Regions from separate parts of the Sus scrofa genome. Here all the other regions are linked to region 1. The links are chromatin contacts, called in public Hi-C and HiChIP or PLAC-seq maps. All regions are on one chromosome and are shown on one strand. Each heading gives the region's core, a stretch centred on a gene start, on an enhancer-like site or on the middle of the called end of the contact. The rest is flanking DNA. Distances are from core to core; before and after follow the strand shown.

Region 1 (4,589 bases), core at 559-3,058:
AGGGGAGGGAGAGCAGGTTTGTTTATGCCTATCCGTCAACTCGCCACTTCCCCATGGCTCTGGCATTATCTCAGGACACAAACTCACCCGAGGACACACTCCACCCATCCCACAGCCCTTCCCTCGTCACCTGCTCTAAAGGGTGGTCCTGAATAATGACTCAAAGCTGCCTGCCAGACCTTGTTCTATTTTTTCTATCCTAAGAAGACCAAAAACACACAGAAACCAAAACAAAACAAAAACGGAAAACAAAAACCAACCCTTCAGGGAGGGAGTTTTTGCTTCCTGTCACATCTACTCCAGAGGCACTGTGGTCATGTAAAGAGTGTTGGCTGAGTTTTGCTCCACGGTGGGGCAGGAGGGAGGCAACACCCAGAAATTATCCCAATTTTGCAGAAACAAAGAGCTAAGCATCCTGGCAAAAGGCAACGGATAGCAGGCCTATAGCAGCCCAGGGAGGCTGAGCTCCACAGCAGCAGGCTCAAGGGACCCAATACAACCATCCGGCTCAACTCGAAAACACGGAGATAACAGGAGAGACACTTGCCCTGTGCAGTCCCTGTCCAGGGCTCTTAGGCGCTGGCTGGGGAAGTGGGAACTCAAAACCTTGAGAGAAAGGAAAGGATTTCCGAGCAGCGCAGTTAAGTCAAGTTACGGAGCAAGAACAATATAGTCTCTTGCTCTACTAGGAAGGCTGGCACCCAGGTGAAGAAACTGATTCATTAATCACCAATGTTAGTTATCAAACAATTGCTAGGATACTGAGACAGCTACATCTCGCTGTTTCTGTGCGGAGCCATTGCCAGCGCTCGGTCCTCTCCCCCACCTTCCGGTGTCTAGTGAAGTTTTCAGTTCCTACGAGCTGAGCTGGGGGAGGGGACCCAGGCTGGCCCAGGCCGAGTAAAGTTCCACCACCAGGTCCACAAAGAGACTGCAGGGAGGCGTGGCCAGGCCGGAAATTCTGACAAAAAGTTTTGGCCCTCCGGCCCTACAAGCAACTACTTCCTGGTCCCGCCTAGTCGTGGAGGGGGGGTGTCCCCTTCTGCCTAGGGTCCCCACCCGAGGGCCGAATTGGAGACTCCGATCGTGGTGGGGCAGGGCCAGGACGGCCAGGAGCCCCCCCTTGTGCCGGTGCCCTAGGCGCTCCGCCTGCCGGCGCTGGATAAGCTATTTTGGAGCAAAGTCCCCCCGGCGTGCAGCTCTGGAGGGCAGGGCCTCCCCCTCCGCACTCCCCCCAGCGCACGCACCCACGCACCCCGAGGCGGGCGCTGTGCGCACGGAAGCCAAGGCCCAGGCCTGCTCGGACGCGAGGACGGGGAGGGGGCTAGCGGGGGCGCTGGCCGCTGCAGAGCAGTCGGGGAACTAGCCGCGGCCCCCGCCCCACGGAGGGGACCCTCCAGGGTCCTGACGTCCCTAGTGCCCCGGGGCCCGGCTGCACGGCGGCCCAGGCCGGGACTCCCACCTTGACCCGCTGGCCCTGGATCTCCAGCGTCTTCATGGTGAAGTCCACGCCGATGGTGCTGCCCTGGCGCTCCGAGAAGGCGCCGGTCTTGAAGCGCTGCACTACGCACGTCTTGCCTACGCTCGCGTCGCCCACCAGCACCAGCTTGAACAGGAAATCGTACTGCTCGTCCGGGTCCCCAGGGCCCGGCCCCGCCATGGCCTCGGGAGCCCAAGGGCCGGCACTCTGGACGCTGGGGCGGCCTGGGCTCACGCAAGCCGCGGACCGCCTGGCGACGTGGAAGCGCCGCAACACCTGGAGAAGGGACGCCACCGCCCGCTATGCCCGGGCCCGCCCCACCTGCCCCGCCCCGCAGCCGCGGTTCCGCCCCGGACTCGCCTGGTCCAGCCCTCTACTTAGCGACAGGCCAATCCGGATCTCAGGGCCGCTTTGGGTACTGCCCAGGACACGCCCCTTCCGGACTCCGCCCCCAGACCGCCTGCCATCAGACCCCGCCCCCATCCGTACTGCAGCCTCAGTACTGCCTCTCAGGACCGCCTCCAATGAGACTCCGCCCTCAGACAAGACCCAATCAGAATCCATTTCAGAACCCCCCCTCACCCTTACCCCGGCAAGACCCCTCCCCAATCCCGGCTCTCGGTCCCGCCCCCATTGCCAATGAGCCCTCGGGGATGCCCTCAGCGGGTTAGCACTTCTCGGCTCCGCCCTTAATCCCGCTCACAGCCCAACTCCTCCAGTAGCACCACTCCCTGCACCCGCCTAGCGCCCACAGACTTTGTATGCCTCCCGCTCCCGAGACCTGGCCCATAGCTGGGCTCCCCTACCTGCCTGGCCTCTCCTACCTGAGCTCTCCCAGACCTACATTCAGGAGCGAACTCGAGGGAAGGTGAGGTCTCTGAGACACGTTAACCTAGCCCTTGGACGCAAAATGGCCTCTTCTAGGATGGATCTCTGGGGAAGGGACAGCCAGTGCTCACACCAATAGCACCGACAGGGATCCCCTCCAACAGAGGATGCCATAAGTGGTGGCATTTTCCCATGTTGAATAAGGAAAAGGAGACAAAGAAGGCTTCGGTGAGGCCAAAAACTAAGCTGGCTACAAAACTGGGCCAGAATCCTTGTGGGGAAGGGGCCTGAGGGCTATGTGCTCAAGGTGACACCCCCACCCCAGCCAGGTTTCTGGGAGAGTGGAAGTGGGAGACCCATTTCGTGGGAGGCTAGGCCAGGAGGAGGTGGGGGATCCCAAGCCCAAAAGGCAGCCCACAGTGGTAGAGGGAGCTGCCCAAACATCTCAGGATGGGGACACAGGCCTAGGGGGAACTGACCCACCTGATAAGCATCAAAGATTGTCCTGAGGAGTTCCTGTCCTGGCTCATCAGAAACAAATCCGACTAGGAACCATGAGGTTGCTGGTTCAATCCCTGGCCTCGTTCAGTGGGTTAAGGACCCAGTGTTGCTGTGAGTTGTGGCGTAGGTTGCAGATGCGGCTTGGACCTGGCGTTGCTGTGGCTGTGGTTGTGGCTGGCAGCAACAGCTCCGATTAGACCCCTAGCCTGGGAATCTCCTTGTGCCGCGGGTGTGGCCCTCAAAAGACAAAAAAAAAAAAAAAAAAAGATTGTTCTCAGCGGAGGAAGAAGGGAGGTTCAGGGAGAATTCTGTGGAAGGGACAGACCCATTCTGGGATGGACCAGTGAACCAGGGCTCCTCAGAGAGAGGAGACCTAGATGTCTGTGAGAAGCTTAAAATAGATCAAATAGGATGTATTCCCCAAAAGGCTCCCCAGTTACTAAGATGGAAGGGAACTGAGAATAGTCCTGCCCTCCATAGGCAGCCCCTTACCAAGGGGCTGCAGCCCTCCAATTCCATATAATTTTAAAATCTGATTAATGCCTGCTGCTGGTCAGGTACTCTTCCAAGGCCTTGGAATACATCAGTGACCAAAGCAGAGAAAAATCCACACCCTTCCCATAACTTAAGGAGACCACGGAGAGCAAGTCCACCAGGACCAGTAGTGCCCCAGAATCCTGACCAGCTTTACTAGCCAGGTGGGAAGAGAATGGACCAGGACACAAAGGCAGACTGATAGAGAAGGTGAAGGGTTACTGAACTTCACTGCCATGGGAAACACCCAAATGAAAGGAGCCCCCAAGTGCCATGGAAAAGCAGATCTAGGAGCCCAGATTTGTTACATCAGATTGGAGCCACAGGACACAAGTCCCTCCAAGTAGACTGGAGGATAGTTAGTGGAGACTTCCACATGCTGGGTTGTCTCTGGGGAGGGGGACAGGTTAAAGCCCAGGATCCCACAAAGCAATGTGTGCCTCAAACTGTAAATGGCCACCTGCAGCACCAGATGGGAGGGAAGGGAAAAGTGGGTCCAGGAGACAGGATGGGCTGAGGTCCCACCAACAGGAGGCAGGGGGAGAGGAAGGAAGAAGATTGGGCAGCTGTGGGTACACCGGACAAGCAGCTGGCTAGCAGAAGTGGCCTTTCCATTGGTCTGGCCTGGAACTGGCTAGGGGTTGGTGGAGGGGGGAGGTTGGCCTAGGTATAGCTTATGCCAGAAAACCCAGCCACTATTTGCATTTGTGGGGTGATGGAATTGTTCTAAAACTGGACTGTCATGAGCGTTGCATGGTTCAGGAGATTCATTAAGATATTAAGTTGTACACCTACAATAGGTTTTTGTGGCATGTAAAGTATATGTCAGTAATGCTGTTAAAAAAAAAAAAAATCTGCATTTCTTCTCTTTGGTGGTAAATTCCTGAATAGCACAGTGACATTTTAACTGAAATTGAATTATGCTTGTTTGAAATGTAATAATTAAAAAATATTGGTGTCTCAATGCCCAAAATTTCAAATAATGCACATGCCAAATTTTTTAAAATGTGCCAAGAATTTAACATTCTTAAAGCTAATGGTGGTTGGGCTGAATGAATTTTCAGTTTGTGCTACTGCCACATGGTGGCATCATCCTAGCTGCCATATAAATGGAAGCAGGGGCTGTGACCCCAGCGCTCAGGATCAGAACTCCTCCAAGTGGTGAGAATTCTTGCCTCTTCTTCCTTTCTCTTTTCTCCCTTACTTCCCTTCCTTCCTTCCTTCTCTCTTTTCTTTTCCTTTCCTT
Region 2 (4,589 bases), core at 765-3,264, 220 kb before region 1:
AGCCACTGTCTAAAGACTACTTTCTCTTTTCTCTTTTTTAACCTTTCCCAAGGAATAAATTTTCAGATTGAGGCTGGGGTAGGGGAGGGGCAGTTGCCTGGCAGTGCATTCTTGGAAAAGGGACCTGATTAACTGCTTCTCAATAAACTTTTATCCAATATTCCCCATTTCAGACATCCTTTTACCCCTATCTCAAGAGGCCCTGGGTTTTCCAGTTCCTGAGCCTATTGAGAATTCCATGGTTTTGGAGTGCCCTGGTGGCACAGTGGGTTGAGGGTCCATGGCATTGTCACTGCAGTGGCTCTGGTCACTGCTGTGGCACGGGTTCAATCCTGGCCCGGAAACTTCCACATGCCACAGGTGTGGCAAAAAAAAAAAAGGAGCTGCTGTAATATAGCTATAATATATGTTTGTATGTTTACAATACACTTTTATTCCTTTGAAAAGACTTTGCATCCACAGCGGCAGCGACCAGCGACCAGCGGCTGCTTTATCTTATGAGCTCGATTCATACACTTACCTGGACTTTGTCCAAGTTGAGGAAGTACTTACTCATCCACATTTGGCGGGACCAGCCTTTATTTTAAGGAATATTTCTTAGTAAATGGCATCCCAAGTGGCCCTTTCCTCGTAACCTGGAATCCGATCCCAGATGTCTGACGCCTTTGGCTGGATGTCCTGAAAACCCACTCCTGTCAGCCTTTTGTAGGTAGCAGCTAAGATGGGAGCTATTTGTAGGGCAGTGCTGGGTACTTACAGTGTACATACTAGAATCTGGCAGCAAGAGAATATTGGATCTTTGGGGGTAAAGGAAAAAAAACTATTCAGTACAGTGTATTGCAGGGAAAATACACAATTAGGTCTTCAGATGAGTTTTACCTATTTATCTCTCCTGGAAATTACAACAGGGAAAAAATGAATTCAAGTAAATGCCAAGTTCTATTAAGTAATTAAGAGGAGTAATTTTCCTTTAAAGAGAACAGACAGAGCAATTATCAATAATTGTTGATTTAATGCCAAGTCTCCGTGGTCCTGTAACCTGAATTTACAACATCCAGGAATGATGCAGAGAGGATTTTTTCATGCACTCCATTCCCATGATCACATGTGACTGTATAGGCCAGGGCCTTCAGGGAGGCAAGCCAGGTAGAAATGATACGAGAACAAAAAAGGAGAACAGATATCAGTCTCTGCCTAGAAAATCACAATGTGGTCTGCTAGGTATTGAGCTTTAATGGCAAGCAAACTTTATTCTCTATCAGTTCAGGCTGAGTGTGCACTGAGGTATGGGGTTAGGACTTCAACAAATGGTTTTTGGGGGAGCATAGTTCGACCCATAACACCTCCTTACCTTTGTGGCTTTCAACAAGCTAGTGACTCCATGTTTCCATAATAAGTAATGTACCCAAAGGGGGACAAATACACATCGTAATAGTGGACAGCATAATCTAGTGTATGAGATAAAATTATTCTTTGAGGATACCCCTCTACAAAGATCTCTGGACAGTAAGGTATCAGCCAACTTCTCTCTCAGCAGGAAATGCACTGGTGACAACTGCAGGCTTACCTTGAGCCCTTCAGTTGGAACACTCAAGAGGATCTGACACAGGATCGGATTACCTGATTGATTGATTATGCTTATTGCGGCCAAAATGCACACCAGCTTAAACTTAAATCCCAGCAATATAACTTTTCCTTAATGCACACCAGCTTAAACTTAAATCCCAGCAATATAACTTTTCCTTTGTTTTGCCCAAGGGGTTAATTCACAGAAGCAACGGTTACCAAACGTTGCCTTGTGAAGCTGAATGCTGAAACCCGCAAATACTAAGCAGTGATGAAGAACCCAGGTGACAGGCTTTGAAAATACTAAGCAGTGATGAATAACTCAGGTAACAGGCCACCCCCGCAGCGCCGCCGCAAGACTCCGCTAAACTGACAGCGACTCCACCCTCTGTCCGAAGCCCGAGGCCGCGCAGGCGCAAAAGCGGCCAGAGAGAGCAGGCGCCTGCCGATGGCGTCATAGGGCGGTGCGAGCTCGCAGCACGTGAGTGAGGCGCTGGGAAAGCAGTAGAGGCATCTGCACGCAAGCAATCCGTCTCTGGCGTGATGAACTGTTGCGGGCTTTTCCTGCGCTCGGCGGCGGCGGCGCGCTCCTGCCGAGCCCTCGTGGCCTTTGCCGAGAGCCGGCGACTGCTGCGCACCAGTCAGCCCAGCCGAGCTTTCGCCAAGGAGCTCTTCCTGGGCAGAATCGAGAAGGTAATGCAGAACCTCCCGGTCGTCCTTGCTCTCTACCTCTTGCTTTCTGCCCTTTTCGGGAAGGCCGGTCGATCCCGGTCAAAGTCTCCACAACTGCCTGACAAACGCTCATGCGAGCAGGTGTGCTAACTCTTCGACTCCCCTGCAGGCGGGGCCGGTGTTCTAACTAAGGTCTCCAGGTCGCTTTGGGAAACCCCAGGCGAGGTGGACGCTAAGCAACCCTCGACGCAGTGTTCTGGCCCCGAACTTTGGGGGCCTTCCTCTCTAATTCCTTCACACAGTCCACGCCCAGCCGCCCCTCTGTCGGCTTCCACAGCCAAGTCCCCGCGCCTCACCCCGCCTATCAGGTTCCTCTGAAGACCGGTCCCCAGGCGCCTTCCCCACCCAACCCTTAGTAGCCGTTTGCACTAAGCACTTACCAGGCTCTTAACAGTCGAAAGACTTGGATTTAACATTGGCTCTGTGACTTTAGGCCCCAGTTCTTTCAAACTTCAAATGGATCTAGCGTTGTGTTCTGCCCTCACAGATGTGTTGCAAAGCCCCAGTGAGATGTATATGTGTGGAAATGCATTTAAACTGTACGATACGGTGCAGATGCAAGAGGCAGCAGAGTAAGTGGTCAGTGCTGGCTTCAGTACCTGCTAGTCCCGTGCGTTGGGGTTACTACTGTGAAGTGCCTCCGTGTGATCATACACAAAATAGGAGCAAAAACTGTTCTCGACTCCCTCCTGTAGGTTCCCCCCAAACAACAACAAAAAAGATATGTAAAGCACTTTGAGCTTGGCTGGAATCTGTGCATCCTTGATGTAGCTGATATGTATTAGGGAGTTAGTCCCTGGTTTCTCTAGAACATTCTCTAAGGTGGTCAGGCATTACAAATGCAGAAGCTGACACTCAGACTGGAGTGATTTGCCCTGGTAGGAAGTACAAAACTAGGCCTTTAAAGTTAGGGAAACCATTTTTCCCAGAACCTGAAGCTGTGTGGTCCTGGGACCTTGTGCTTTGCCGCCAAGGTGAAGAAAGAACACAAATCTTTCTTGCTTCTTTTACTCCAAACCTCTGGCAGCACCTCCTCATCCTCATCTCACCTGTTGGCTTTGCTTCCCTTTGTTCTGAGAAAATATGTGCTGTCAGGTCAGAACTTCCACCCCACCCCCACCATGTGTGCCCATGTGGTCTACCTTCTCTATCAACGTGGGTGGACCTTAACTTCCAGCAAAAGCCACCTAGACCCCAAGTCTTTTCAACTACTCCAGGGCCTTAATTGTCTCCTTTCTCTTCTGCATCATCACTTGTTACCTTCCGCTGCAGCTTGAACGCATACCATTCAGGCTTTGACCAGTCCACTGGTGCTCTCTCATGCACGCCTGTAGTGACCTCCTTGTTGTTGCATCTGTGGTCTTGTTCTCTTGGAAAGGTACTTTGTCTCCTCAGAGAAGGAATTCAGAAACGAGATGGAAATTCAGAAAGTGAAGTGAGGATTTATTTAAGTGAAAATACACCCCAAAAGGATGGGCAGGCAGACAGGCGAACAGCTGCCCTGGGTGTCATTGGCAGGATGGTTCTGAGGGGTGTGCAAATGAGTGGTCAAATACTCATTGGAAGGAGGGACTTGGGTTTGTATCCCCTGATTTTCATTCCCTCTCCACTTTCCCGAAGGGAGGAGGGATGTTTGTCCTTATTTAGCCTTGATTGGAAGTATCAAGACGTCTCTCCATCATGGAACTTATTATTTGCAAGGCTTATTTTCTTATAATTAGGTCATGTTGAGCAACAGGTTACATTTTGATTCTGCAGATTCATGCCTTTACCCATCATTCTTTGTCTGCCTTCAGGACACTTAACACCCCAAATATGTGGTTTCTTGCCATTTCTGGAGGTTCCTGCTTTTCATTGTCCCCCATGGACCCTCGCTGTTTACAAGATACATGGTTTCCTGCCACCTGGCCTGGTGCTTCCTTTTCTCTGCTCACACCTACCTACCTGCCTGCTGTAAGTCTTTTCTCAGTCCTCACCTTACTTGACCCATCACTGGCATTTGACACAGTTCATCATTCTTGGCTTTTAATTTTTTTTTTTTTTTTGCTTTTTAGGGCCACACCCATGGCACATGGAGGTTCCCAGGCTAGGGGTCGAATTGGAGCTACAGCTGCCAGCCTACACCACAGCCACAGCAATGCCAGATCCAGGCTGCGTTTGCCACCTACACCAAGTTCACAGCAATGCGAGATCCTTAACCCACTGAGTGAGGCCAGGGATTGAACCTGCAACCTCATGGTTCCTAGTCGGATTTGTTTCTGCTGTGCCACAACAGGAACTCCCATCATTCT
Region 3 (4,589 bases), core at 1,160-3,659, 140 kb after region 1:
GGTCATGACATCCTGGTACGCTCCCGGCTGCTGCTCTTGGACACAGTAACGATGCAGGTGACCGCCAGGAGTTCAGAAGAGCTGCCAGTAGACATCGTCTTGGCATCTGTGGGCTAAGGCACCTGCCTGCCTGGGCCCTACTTCTACCCTCCCCATTGCCCTGTGATACTATGTGGAAGTCACACCTTCCTCGTGAACCGTCGGAAACTCCTTTCCAAGCCTCTGTATTCAAACCAATTAGGAATCATTGAGGGCTTTGTTTTTTGTTTTGTGTGTGTGTGTGTTTTTTTGTTTTTGTTTCTTTTTTTAAGGTTTAACCCCTGCCCCAAGATTGCTGGGGGTAAGTTTTTAAATAGAGTGACATTATCTTGTCCTGGAACTTGCTGCCGTGCCTGCAGGGAAGGGATATCGCAAGTGAATAAAGTGCACACACCACCTCTTGAATCTATCTGCTAAGAAACCATCTTATTCCTATAAATAAATCAGCATGTATTTATTGAACAACTGCTATTTCTTTTTTTTTTTCTTTTGGTCTTTTTGCCTTTTCTAGGGCCACTCCTTCGGCATATGGAGGTTCCCAGGCTAGGGGTTGAATCGGAGCTGTAGCCACCGGCCTTCGCCAGAGCCACAGCAGCACGGGATCCGAGCTGCGTCTGCGACCTACACCACAGGTCACGGCAACGCTGGATCCTTAACCCACTGAGCGAGGGCAGGGATCAAAGCTGCAGCCTCATGGTTCCTAGTCAGATTTATTAACCACTACGCCACAACAGGAACTCCAGAACAACTGCTATTTCTGCAGGCTCATGCTTAGTGGTCCGGCTTCCCTACTTCCAAGAACACTTTTCCACCCCCTCCCCTTGCACCCGCAGCCCTTTGGCCATTGTACTTAGCCTGAGGCAAGACCCTGTTGCTGGTCTCTATCTGAGCCCACACCCAGGAGCAGCAGCAGTGCATGTTTGATGAGGGAATGACAGCAGTAGCAGAAGTTGTTTGTGCCCTTAAACTACCCTCCTTTTCTAAATCAGTGAGGCCTGAGGATTTGGTGGATTACCTGGCTTTTGCCTAACCTCAGGCCTGTGGTGAGGTGTACACTGGGGTTTCCCTGCTGGGAAATAGCCCATAGAGAGCACAAGTCTCTGGGGGTGTTTTTTTGGCTGCTCCCGCAGCATGCAAAAGTTCCTAAGCCATGGAGTTCCCGTTGTGGCTCAGTGGTTAACGAACCCGACTAGTATTCATGAGGATGCAGGTTCAATCCCCGGCCTCACTCAGTGGGTTAAGGATCCTGCATTGCCGTGGCTGTGGCGTAGGCCGGTAGCTACAGCTTCAATTCAACTCCTAGCCTGGGAACCTCCCTATGCCACAGGTGCAGCCTTAAAGAGACAAAAAAAAAGTTCCCAGGCCAGGGATAGAACCCCACACCACAGCAGTGACAATGCTGGCTCCTTAACCTCTGCACAAGGCAACTCCCAGAAGTCTGTTTATGTCCCAAGGGAGCAGGCTCAGCGGCCAACCCCTGCTGAGCCTTTAAACTCAAGCCAGATGGTTTTGCCAATTTTGTGGCTGAAATACACCTGTAAAGCCTATTTTTTGTTCTTTTTAGGGCCGCACCTGTGGCATATGGAAGTTCCTAGGCTAGGGGTCGAATCACAGCTACAGCTGCCAGCCTATGCCACAGCAACGCAGGATCCGAGCCACAACTTCGCCCTACACCATAGCTCATAGCAGCACTGGATCCTTAACCCACTGAACGAGGCCAGGGGCCTAACCCACATCTTCATGGATCTTAGTCTGGTTCCTTAATTCTGAACCAGGAAGGGAACTAACCCTCCCTCCCCCTTTTTTAACTCTAGGCCTCAGCTTTGGGTGTAGGGGGAGAGATGAGGGCCCTGGAAATTGCTCTGGTGCTCAAGGGGTTTGAGAGTGACTTGTGTGATTGATGCAAGTTTTCTGATGGTTTTTCAATTTTTGCCCAAACTATGAAGCAGTTAGTAGGACTGTGAAGTAAGGGAAACGTTTTCTGACTTCACCCCTACAGAGAAGGGCCCTTCAGACCCTAGGGTCCCCTCTAGGTGTCCTGGGGACTCTTCCAGGCCACAATCCCCAGGTTCGCTCTGGAAAGGGAGTTAACTCCGAAGGGGAACGGCCCACACGGAGGACGTGGAGCCCCGAAAACCCTGGGATCGAGGAGTCCTCAAAGGCAATCAGAGGGTCCTCCTCGAGCGCTTTCCGAAGAGCCAGGTTGGGGAGCCCTGTCTCTGGTCAGGGTGGAGGAGGGGAAAAAGTGCCCGAGTGAAGCTGGCCTCGCGGGGCCGGCCTGCTGGGGGCGGGGCTTAGCGCGGAGAGAGGCGCGGGCGCCGAGCCTGAGGTGAGGCGGGTTGAATACTGCCGAGGCGGGACCCGAGGCGCGGCTAAGGCGGGACCGGCGGGCGGAAGAGGTGGGGGTGAGGCGGGACTAGCGGGAGGCGGGAGGCCCCGGGAGCTAGGGGAGGGGAGGGGCGGGCGGAGGCCCAGGCCAAGAGCTGGCGTCGAGCGGCTGGAACCGTCCCCTAGTGCAGGAACCTGCGGTGTGAGGTGCGGCGGTGTGAGCGGCGGCACAGAGCATGTGCGGGCGGACGTCCTGCCACCTGCCCTTGGAGGCCCTCACCCGGGCCTGCGCCTACCGGGACCGGCAGGGCCGCCAGCAGCTCCCGGAATGGAGGGACCCTGACCGGTACTACCCCTCGTACAACAAGAGCCCGCGGTCCAGCACGCCGGTGCTCCTGTCGCGGCGGCACCTGGAGAAGGTGAGCGCTCCCCCCGCGCCGGCTTCTGGCTCCGCGGCCCCCCTCCTGCACGCCGACTTTATGTGCGCCTGTGTCCAAAGACACTTTTTAAGACAGCGTCCTTCAGACCTCACTGGTCATCAGGATCATTTCAGTATCTGTTTTCAAAAAAAGGAAAGTAAAAAGGGATTTCCTCGCCTCTTATCGTCCAGCTAAACCAGAATCTTAATCGCGCGATTAAGACTAGCGAATCTCAAAAAAAAAAAAAACAAAACAAAAAGACTAGCGAATCTCAAAGACCTTTTTGTTTTTTGTTGTTGTTGTTGTGTTTTTGCCATTTCTTGGGCCGCTCCCGGGGCATATGGAGGTTCCCAGGCTAGGGGTCCAGCCTACGCCAGAGCCACAGCAGCGCGGGATGCGAGCTGCGTCTGCAACCTACACCACAGCTCACGGCAACGCCGGATCCTTAACCCACTGAGCAAGGCCAGGGATCGAAGCTGCAACCTCATGGTTCCTAGTCGGATTCGTTAACCACAGAGCCACAACGGGAACTCCTGTTTTGATGTTTCTTGAACCGTGAAGTTTGTATGCCTTCTGCTTGCGTTTTCAATCTTTTTATGTTTGTCTTTTACTGGGGCTACAGTCTGAGGTGTTTGGTTTGGTAATCTGAAGTTTGGTTGCATTCATTGTTTTTATAGTGTCTATCCCCATAGCGTTGGAATGGTCAATAATTTATAATCATGTTTTGGTTCTTACCTCCTGAAAAAGAGTGTGTGTTTGTATGTATACATGCATATACACATGCAGTGTAATAAAAACGTTTATTAATAGTTTCTCCTTGTCTTAAATATTTTAAATATGTTGATATGTTTTTTAAAAAACATGTTTGATTTTTTTCCATCCTGGATTTTTATTTGGCCCATAATGCTTAGATCACTCTGTAAAGTTGATTATACCCCTGTCACATATACTTCAGAACTGTGGTGATAATACGGTCATCAAAAGAGAGATTTTATGTTATAGGATCAAGTTATTTTGAAATAAACCACCAGATTTTTTTGGTTGAATGAAGCCATTTACATGAAGTAGTTTATTCTTGAGCCAACAGTGGATGCATACTTCCCTGTTGAAACTAAGAAGACTTTTTTAATGAGAGGAAAATAAAAATAAAATAAATGTCATGGGGAACCTTGACTGGAAAAGGAAAAAAAAAAGTTTCAGAGGAAGGCATAATTTGAAGAGAGAGGAGAGTTAAGTGTATGAGGTTTATTATGTTTAAGCCTTGGTTCTCTTTGTACCACCTCTTTAGAATTGCAGAATGGATGTTAGCTCAAAGACATTTTTTTAACAGATGTAAAGACAAAAGTATAGAAATTGTGACTTGTCCTAGGTTACCCAATCAGTGAAGTACAGAGCCAGAACTGAGGTCCAGTCCACTGTCCCCACTCCAGTGGATACTCCCTGCAACTAGGAATGGGGAAAGTGGGGCCCTTAAGCTTGCCTAGCCCCTCTTCTGTTAGTGGCATGAAATTGCCGATGTAGTGTTTTGACTCCACATCTCTAGCAAATTTTGTAAAGATTGCTAGCGTTTCCTAATTTTGATAAATATTTGAGGTTTCGTTTTTTGAAACCTGTAAATTATAAACCGAAAATAGAACCATTTTAGCAGATCATGAATCCATATTATAGTGGCCTGTACTTGTGTATAGATTGTAACATTTGCATTTGAAACCAACGGTTTGCAAATTACTTCCTCTTTCATTTATTTAACCCCAGTGTTCCCAGCTGTTCTGGCCACAAGTTCATGAGAGTAGAGGAAAAGAT

What was found. Hi-C and Micro-C count contacts between places; a contact is called where the count stands out from the background. HiChIP or PLAC-seq counts read pairs in DNA pulled down with a chosen protein or histone mark.
Region 2: a contact with region 1 is called in a Hi-C map of liver, with 4 times the contacts expected there. The contact joins the promoter of ACAD9 here to the promoter of RAB43 in region 1. A contact is called at or near these places in 1 of 5 promoter capture datasets (liver) and 3 of 47 Hi-C or Micro-C datasets (embryonic fibroblasts, liver and skeletal muscle).
Region 3: a contact with region 1 is called in an H3K27ac HiChIP or PLAC-seq map of alveolar macrophages. The contact joins the promoter of HMCES here to the promoter of RAB43 in region 1. A contact is called at or near these places in 1 of 5 promoter capture datasets (fetal skeletal muscle), 2 of 47 Hi-C or Micro-C datasets (heart right ventricle and skeletal muscle) and 1 of 2 datasets of contacts at active chromatin or transcription factors (alveolar macrophages).

Annotation. Positions count from the first base shown.
Region 1 is chr13:71,594,510-71,599,098 of Sscrofa11.1, forward strand. It overlaps RAB43 (ras-related protein Rab-43), which reads right to left and starts at 1,809. Exons shown (of 3, transcript XM_021069416.1): 1 at 1,463-1,809. The coding sequence starts at 1,660.
Region 2 is chr13:71,372,912-71,377,500 of Sscrofa11.1, forward strand. It overlaps ACAD9 (acyl-CoA dehydrogenase family member 9, mitochondrial), which reads left to right and starts at 2,015. Exons shown (of 18, transcript XM_021069406.1): 1 at 2,015-2,259. The coding sequence starts at 2,110.
Region 3 is chr13:71,729,902-71,734,490 of Sscrofa11.1, forward strand. It overlaps HMCES (embryonic stem cell-specific 5-hydroxymethylcytosine-binding protein), which reads left to right and starts at 2,410. Exons shown (of 6, transcript XM_013980659.2): 1 at 2,410-2,786. The coding sequence starts at 2,604. It overlaps COPG1 (coatomer subunit gamma-1), which reads left to right. Exons shown (of 25, transcript XM_021069417.1): 25 at 1-501. The coding sequence ends at 117.